Linked DNA regions of Mus musculus: region 2 is linked to region 1. The links are chromatin contacts, called in public HiChIP or PLAC-seq maps. All regions are on one chromosome and are shown on one strand. The core of a region is the stretch at or near the end of the contact, and the rest is flanking DNA. Distances in the headings are between cores, read along the strand shown. Region 1 has its middle 23 kb from the start of Gm40601. Region 2 has its middle 120 kb from the start of Gm40601.

Region 1 (4,319 bases), core at 507-3,006:
CCCAAATTGTTTTGTCCTGAGAAACTTCATTATACAAGCAGTCTTTGAGTCCATTTTGAAGGAAGAGAAAGATTATACTGGTCAACTAACACCATTTGTCCAGGACCATCCATGCAACAGAGACTAATGAATAGCTTATTCCTGGCAGTAGAAATTCCACCACCCTATAAATTTCTCAAACTAAATTGAGTGGTTCTCAACCTTCCTGGTGCTGCAACATTTTAATAAATAAAATTCCTTGTGTTATAGTACCCCCCAACCATAAAACTGTTTTCGCTACTATTTCATAACTGTAATTTTGCTACTTTTATGAATAGTAATGTAAAACTCTGTTATGTGGGATGGTCTTAGGCAACCCCTGTGAAAGGGTCATTCAACCTGCCCAAACAGGGCACTACCCACGGGTTGAGAAATATTGCTATAGGGGTATGTGGGTATATTAAAGTTATATTTAATAAACAGGTCCAGGAACTTACTGAACAGGACAGACCAAAGAATGAGTGCAACCCTCTCACTTGGGCTCATAAACTGATAGTCGTTGTTATCTAACACCCAATGTGCATGTCATAGACTAAATTTCTGACTGTCACTGACATTCTACTTGATCGAGGCTGTGGATCATGACAATTGAACTGCTGTCTAACTATGCACCTGCTAGTTCCTCTGAACCTGAACCTGCCATTCCTGCTCTGGATTTTATCCCGCCTTTTTGTCTCTGCAGCTGGCTGCATTTTTGCTCTCAATCCTGACTCTTGCAAGACCTGATTCTATAGCAGTAGCTACTTCTTTTGGTTGGTTTGGGCTCATTATCTTATCTATTTGCACTTCTGTCAGGCCAATCCTCTTGAACTCTGATATGGCCTCTTGAACTTGTATTCATTTTACACACACACACACACACACACACACACACACATACACACACACACACACATTAAATTGGGATAAAGGAACTTGCATTTGGCTCACCAGATTACCAAGGTAGACAAATGCTCAATTTAGCCTATGGAATACATCTCACATTTAAATGCAATATTCATGCAATCATTTTCACATTGAAATATGTGAATGTGGACAATCTGATTCTGTGTTTCTTGGCAATAGTCACTCCCGTTGCTGTCTGACAATGATCTCGTTAATTTTGAGATGAGAGCTGTGTTTTGGACCAACGGATAAATATCTACCCACCATAGTGCAGTAGTGGGGACCTTCTTATGAATTAGAACTTTACCAGTTCTTAATGACTTTCAATTCAGTCATATATTTTCTTAGGTTGGAAAATTTCTTATAAATTCCAAAATATAATTTCATGCTGCTTCAAGAAACCTTTGAAAATATGAATGTTGAAATAGTCCTCATTGTTATAAGATCATAACATACATAATTTTATGTGTAAAGGTATTTAGTCTTCATGTATGCCTATGTCCCATGCAAGTGCCTGGTGCCCACTGAGGCCAGAAGAGGGCATTAGATCCCTGAGACTGGAGTCACAGAGAGGTAATTTTAGTAGTCAGGTGTTCCCTATGAAGGAACAGCCAGCACTCTTAACCTGAGTTGCCTTTCCATATATATACATATATATTCTAATTTGACCATAAAGTCTGAAGATAACTGTTTATCAAGCCTTCTAGGAATGTTTCTGTCATTTATGCTTGACATTCAAAACTTTTAAAGAGCTTTCTGCAAACTCTTCAAAGTGATGGGGTGAGGAAACACTGTCTTTTATACATCCTCTTGAATCTCAGGAGAGGAGCAAAAATGGTTTTAAGAAACAAGCCAGAAAAGATATGTCTTCTATAATCTTACAAACCACGGACTATCAATGATGGGTGATGTACAGTCTGTAGTTCTCCACAGGAATGTCTGTAAACAATTGAGAATGTTAGAATATAGAGGCCTGGAGCCACCAAAACAACAGAACAGCATGAGCTAATGGCTCCATTCAAAGAAATTGTCACTTCCCTCTTCTCTTGTTCATTAGTCACTGCCACTCCCAGGGTTTGCCAGTTTCCTGTTTTTCTCTAAGCAAACACCCTTCAAGGCATAAAAAGGAGGGTGGGTGACTAATTAGTGTGTCAAGGGGAACTAGAAGGTATATTGAGAATTCAGAATCTCATTTTCCTTTTCTCCCCTTAGAATTGATTTTACTGTCACCACTTGAAAAAAATAACAAATGGATGTGCTTCTATTATTTGATGGAGATAAAGCACTTTTTCTTTGCCAAATATAATTCCTGGCACATTCTATTGACCAAATATTTATTTGGGTTCTAAAATTATAAACTATTCTGAATAAGTGTTAAATAGTCTCATTCATTGTCACTATGAAACAGATTAGTTCTTATTTCCTTATATATGCAATTAAGGTAAATTTAAATGTAGCAAGCTAAAATGTACATAATCAGATTAGAGTGCCTGCCAGAAAGGTAATGATTTTTTTTTTTAAGACTGTGCATCATGGGAGAAGACTTTGTAACCTGCCATTAAAGGCATCCTATTTATATAGCTTATTTAGTTGTTGATTGAATCAGAGATGAAAGTTGGTTGCTTTGTCTTTTACTCTATCTCCAGACTTTGCTCTAGGCTGAAGTCTTTGATAGTGTGTTTTGTGGGTGTTGACAAGGTAACTCTCAGTGTTGTTTCTGAGGAAGGGAGTAGACAGGTATCAGCTTTCTCTAATGAGACATGGGTTAAATTTGATTCCTTTCTATTTTTACCTTGCTTTGGTTGATAGCTACACCCTTCCAGGCTCTGCCTTGGTGATATGGAATAGTTAGTTACTCTTGCCGGGGCCATCATTAATCTGAATGCTCAGTATTGATTATGTGATGCTAGCCCTACACCACAGGGTTGTTACTTTGTTGGCTTGGCTAGTTTGCTATTCTTTTCTCCTGTCCTGTTCCCAGAGTGATCAATTTCTGTTACAAGCCTGCTAGTTCTCAACAAGAGTCTGTTCTAATATACATTGTTACGAAGAGATTGATTCCTTCCAACGTCCTTCCTCTGGAATGGTACTTTGATCTTATTTTATTTTTCTACTCTAGCAATTGGTGGCAAATAATTCCCGTTTTTGTATTTTCTTCCAGCAAGTTTTCTTGCAGAAAGCTCTTTTAATGGGAAAATAGAAATAAATAAGAGAAATAGGAAAATTATAAAGAAACTGTTAACTCATCTAAAGCCTAGATGACCTAGAATGTAAGACTGTCAAGATCTCCTAGATTTTGTAGTCTTACAACCTGGTCAGTTTTTGCTTCTAAAGATTTTAATCATAGTTCTCCCTAGTTGTGCTCAAACCCTAAGAGTAATAAATAACTTGAAGAATGTCTGTTGTACTTTCTATTGGGTTTTAGGAAGGGAGAAGAGAAACAGAAGATTCATGGGAAGGGTCTTGAGTCAAAGCCATCCTACAGGTAAGAGACTTATTTATATCTCTGCAATCAGTACAATGAAGGTCCTACACAAGATACTTCAGCCCTGGTAGACACATGGCCTCAGAAGGCATTTTTCCAGATGCTGTAAAAGCTGCCCCCTGCCTCAGCCCTGAGCTCCCCGGGGCTGCACTTCCCCAGGCTCCAGATAGCCATGAAAACTAAACCATGGAGAGTGGGTGTGAGTGATAAAGAACAACTCATGTCCACTGCCTAAGCCCATGGTGGGGCAACGCCATGAACCGTGCTAGGCAACAGCCCTAGATAACTATGAAAACCAGGCCATAGAGAGTGTGTGTAGTGACAAAGAAGCACTTAAAGTAATGTGTGGACCGCCCGAGTTGTAAGTGGCTGACTTTAGCTTAAAAACTCTGGTCTGGCCCAGCAAAATCGCTCAATTCCCAAAGCCCAAATGGAGACAACGTCATCCCATCATCCGCAGTCTCCATGCAGACCACAAGCCTGGACCTCTGCTCTCAGCTCAGCTCAGCTCAGCTCAGCTCAGCTCAGCTCAGCTCAGCTCAGCTCAGCTCAGCTCCAGAGGATCCAGAAGCAAGGAACATTGAGTAGGTTTACCTCAAACCATGGCGGCCATACTGGAAAGGTTAGTGTGGAGTTTGTGTGTATACACGTGTGGGCCCATTTCGCCATTTATTTGCTTTTTGCTGTTTATGAATAAATAAAAAGTGTTAGAACCCTTTCCACCGAGTTTCGAAGATTTGCTTTTCGCCCCATTTACAGTCTATTTTTAAAGATTTCTTGGGAGGAATGAGAGGTTTTGCACTACAAGGATACAGTCAACGTTATATGTGACCTGTGGTGCGTGCAGGAAGTAGAGAAAGCAGGACACACAGGGCTGAAGGAATGCAACAGAAATCACTCTTTCTTTGGG
Region 2 (4,319 bases), core at 891-3,390, 150 kb before region 1:
CGATAGCCATAGAGGCCAAAACCCTTGGATATCCTGTAGCTGGAGTTATAGGCACATGAGAACTGTTCAATAGAGATACTTGGGAGTCTAAATCTCTTAAGATCAGAAACCACTCTAAATGACTAGGCCATCTCTCCAGTCCCCCAGTAGATTAGGGTTTTGTTTTTACTTTGTTTTAAGACAGGGTCTCACTGTGTAGCACTGACTGGCCTGGGACTCACAATGTGGACCAGGCTAGCCTTGCCTCTGCTTCCCAAGTGCTGGGATTAAAGATTTGTACCACCATGTCAAGCTCTGGGTACCCGCCATCTTTCTATTTTTACCTTGTTTGTGAAACAATTTGACTATGCAATGAACAGCATGAAGATATGTCTGAAAACAAACATTAATATCAAGCATGAGATTTTTAGAAGACATAGTCCAGCAATTGTGCAAATTGTCCCTTATTTTTATGTTTGGAGTTGGTGTGTGCATACATATGTGTAGTTTCATGTGGATGTCTGTGTCCAAGCGTGTGCACGGCTGTGTGCTCCGGCCAGAGGTTGGTGTCAGGTGTCATTCTTCATCTTTCTCCACCAACATTTTAAGGACAAAAGTCACTGACTCTAGAGCTTACCGATTATACAGGCTGGTTGGTCACTGAACTCCCGACACCCTCCTGTCGCAGACTCCTCAGTGCTGGGGTTACAGGCCCACCCTACTGAAGCTACCTTTTTCATGTGGCTTCTGGGGAAACACACTCAAGTTTTTATGCTTGTACAAGTAGGATTTTACTAACAGTTGTATTCCAAAACCCCACAAATTGGCTTTTATTAAGGAAATGGATACCATATATCTACTGACTACAGAACCCTGGAATCTCATCTGTACCACAGTATTAGTGTCATGAGAAAAGGAATTCTAGGATTTCCAAAAAGGAAGGAGCACAGTTAAGTGCCCATGGGATGGAGTCTTATCTCACTAAAGTCTTCAGGGGGACTGCCCAGAATTTGTGACCCAGAGAGTTTTTCAAACTGACAAGGAAAAGTTGCTTCTATCATTTTTTTCTGTGGTTTTAGCCTCTGAGGGATAGTTTTGAAGGACATGTAAGATTTGTGCTTGGCACAATCTTGTATATTATTGTTTGATACAGTTTGCTGGCTCTGTGAGTCAGAGGACAATTTTTGAAAGCTGTTTATTACATTTCCAAGGCTGAATAAGTTTCATTGTTAGAATTTGTTTTTCAACAGAGACAACATTTGTGATTCTTTCCTCTTACCTTAGTTGTTTATTATTTAATATTTATAAATTAGTAGACATGTAGCTGACAATATGCTAGTGCCATATAGACTTTATTATCTACCCAGACAATGGTTTAATTACACCATTAAAGTCAGTATAATGCAGCTTTTCTAGTTGTGTCTTCATTTAAATTAAATGTTACTTTTCATTTAATCATTTTCCAGTTTATATGGGAGTATACCTAGTTTACTTACCATGGAAGAGACACAATGTTGATTTGGTAATGTATAATTTGATTTTCCGATAGCTGCATGGCTACCCATGATGACACCCAATTTCCCTATTTTCTGTAATGAAGTGTGACCCTTTGATGCAATTATGGCAAAGTAATGTAGCTGGCAAAAGTTCTAACATTTCAGAAACCATATACAACTCAAAGGAAGTGGTGTATCTCCTTTAAAACTTTCTCCTCCTGGAGATTGGAATATAGGTTAAAATGATTAGGATTAAATCAAGCATCTTAAACAACCTCAAACTCTGTGAAGGATGACAGAAAAGCAAAACAATGGAAACCAGGACCTTAAAGGCCACCAACTTCCTTGCATCACACACCTTTGGAGTTTATTTACTTGTGCATAGTATCCTTTTTGTTGTTGTTGTTGAGTTTAAAACATTTCTATTTTGGGTTTCTTGTTGTAACATAAATGTCTTCTGCTCATAAATTAAATAAAGAAGAATTCATGCCCCTCTGAGAGAAATGATGGTTGGGAAGCTGAATATTTTAAGCCTGAGAATTTTTAAATTATGAGGCTGCATGAAGTTTCTTATATAACGCCTTCCGTTGTAGAGAGTTCTCTAGATGTGAGCTCACTTGATCTTTATGGCAAAGCTTGTAAAGAAACCAGGAAAAGTACTTATGACCTCATTTTAGGGACAAGAGAACTGTGAGTCAGAAGAGTTATCACATGCCTGAAATACGGATCCGATTAATCACCTCCACAGCTTCAATCTAGGCCACCCCTGGTGCAGAGGTTTCCCCAGGGTAATTCTTGCTTGACAGAGTGTCCTTTCTAAGGTAATCAGTGGCCATGAGGGGTTAAAAGCAACCCCACATATCTGTTGTTGCAGCTCAAGTTTAAATGTAAATCACAAATTAAGAAGGACTTTAAATCTTTTTGGAGGCAACTAAGAAAAGAAGTTTGAATCTGGGGGTTAGGGGTTTGATCCTGAGTCTGTTCAAACTCAACTTCTTAACCAGTGAATGAAAAGGGAAAGAAAAAAAATTATGTCTGTGGAATTTTCTCACATCCAGCATGGATATCCTCTGATAGGTCACTAGAATCTGCTTCCTATTTTGAGGGAACTCATAAAAAATCTAGAAAGAAAATTCAATCTAGCTATACCACTCAGACATGTAGAAGTAGTCTATATCCTACTATAAAGATCTGGGTACCCGCCATCATTAATGCTCACTGCCATTCTACTGATAATGGCCAGGAAATAGGAACAAGCTAGCTATCCATTAACCAGTGAATACATAACAAAATGTGTGGTGTTTTTATACAATGGGGTATTATTCATCCACTAAGAACAACAAAATTATAAAATTCACAAGTAGAATGGAATCAATTCTCAGCAAGGTGAGTCAGGCTCAGAAAGAGATGTTAGCTTTGAATCTTCAGAGATGTGTGTTTCATTCGAAATATCCATACAGGTCAAGGACTTATTAAGGGTCTGTGGGAGATCACTTTCAAGGGAGGAGATATAAAAGTCAGTGGTATAAAGGCTTGAAAGGAAATAGTGGAGCAGGAAGGGTTAAATAGCGGTATGGGATGGAGGACAGGGTTGAAGGAAGAATATGGGGAGGGATTGATAGCACTCAGTCATATGGAATTATATGAGGTCACATAGAACCCCCCCCCAAACATCACCCGTTATTGCCAAAAGCTCTTGTTTAACCTCTATACATGATGGTAAGATCCTATTGCTGAACAAAGCACAAACTTGAGTTATAAAACATGGAGAAATCAAGCTGGCACTGATCTCAAAGCTTCATCCCTACTGGCTAGCTTTCATAGTTCTGGTAGGTACTATGCATGCGAGCAGAAGAGAAGAGAGAAGAGAGAAGTAATCATCAGGTTTGCCAAGCTATGAACTGAGACTGCAATAATAATAACTGGATTGGAAAGACATGCCCACTGGTATAATAATGGCATGGAGACTGTGAGAGTAACTAACCACTTTTTGATTGGATTTAAGCCCTGCTCATCAAGATGAAACCCATACCCATCACCATTGTTTATCTAAGGGCCTGAGATGAGATAGATCATCAGGAGAAAACCTATCACTATTATTTTACAAAATAAACATAGTATAATCTATGGCTATATTTATCCTTATAGCTATAGATTAATTAACCTCTCAGTCTTTACCAGAGAAGTTTCAATTTGCAGTAGATGGTGACTAGTATAAAGACAAACAACTGGGGTTGGGGATTTAGCTCAGTGGTGGAGTGCTTGCCTACCAAGTGCAAGGCCCTGGGTTCAGTCCTCAGCTCTGGAAAAAAAAAGAAAAGTTACAGGAAATAAGTGAGTTGGGGGATGTTTAAACCTAAATAGAACATCTATGCCACACCACTTCTTCCAGGACTAAGGCATCACTGCGGGAGAGAAGGCAGAAAGAGCAAAAGAGGCAGAGATGGTGGATACTATAGGCAAACGGTGTCCTCTGGACACACAGGGCAGTTTCACAGATGAACTAATGGTGGTTATGACAGCATAGGCAAGAAGCATACAAGCTCAAGAATGACCAGCTTGCAGCATGGAGATGGGAGGTGGTTCAAAGTCCCATTCTTAACCAAGGAGCTACTGGCAATTGTTAGATGGGTAGACAGGGAGAGTCAGTTTTCGTTAAGAGTATAGTTCCTGATTAGTTGACCACACTGCAGTGGAAAGTCACATGCCCAAGAATTTATGTGCAACACAAGTTAAACTTGATGGATACCTGCCCCCTCCCAATGAAGACACATGGTTGGGGAGGAGAGAGGGGTGTGTTTCTGGGATGAGTTGGGGGAGGTAAAGGTGAATGCGATCAAAACA

The links. HiChIP or PLAC-seq counts read pairs in DNA pulled down with a chosen protein or histone mark.
Region 2: a contact with region 1 is called in an HNF4G HiChIP or PLAC-seq map of pancreatic cancer cells. The contact joins two enhancer-like sites. A contact is called at or near these places in 2 of 484 Hi-C or Micro-C datasets (muscle stem cells and pancreatic cancer cells) and 1 of 115 datasets of contacts at active chromatin or transcription factors (pancreatic cancer cells).

The regions. Positions count from the first base shown.
Region 1 is chr10:12,033,023-12,037,341 of GRCm38.p6, reverse strand. No RefSeq gene overlaps it. Among named protein-coding and RNA genes, the nearest start is that of Gm40601, 23 kb to the left of the region's middle. Within about 2 kb of position 1,756, at least 18 of the 459 cell types and tissues checked have an H3K27ac peak or open chromatin away from gene starts, as enhancers often do. A contact at or near this core is called in pancreatic cancer cells, where this site is marked.
Region 2 is chr10:12,178,997-12,183,315 of GRCm38.p6, reverse strand. No RefSeq gene overlaps it. Among named protein-coding and RNA genes, the nearest start is that of Gm40601, 120 kb to the right of the region's middle. Within about 2 kb of position 2,140, at least 21 of the 459 cell types and tissues checked have an H3K27ac peak or open chromatin away from gene starts, as enhancers often do. A contact at or near this core is called in pancreatic cancer cells, where this site is marked.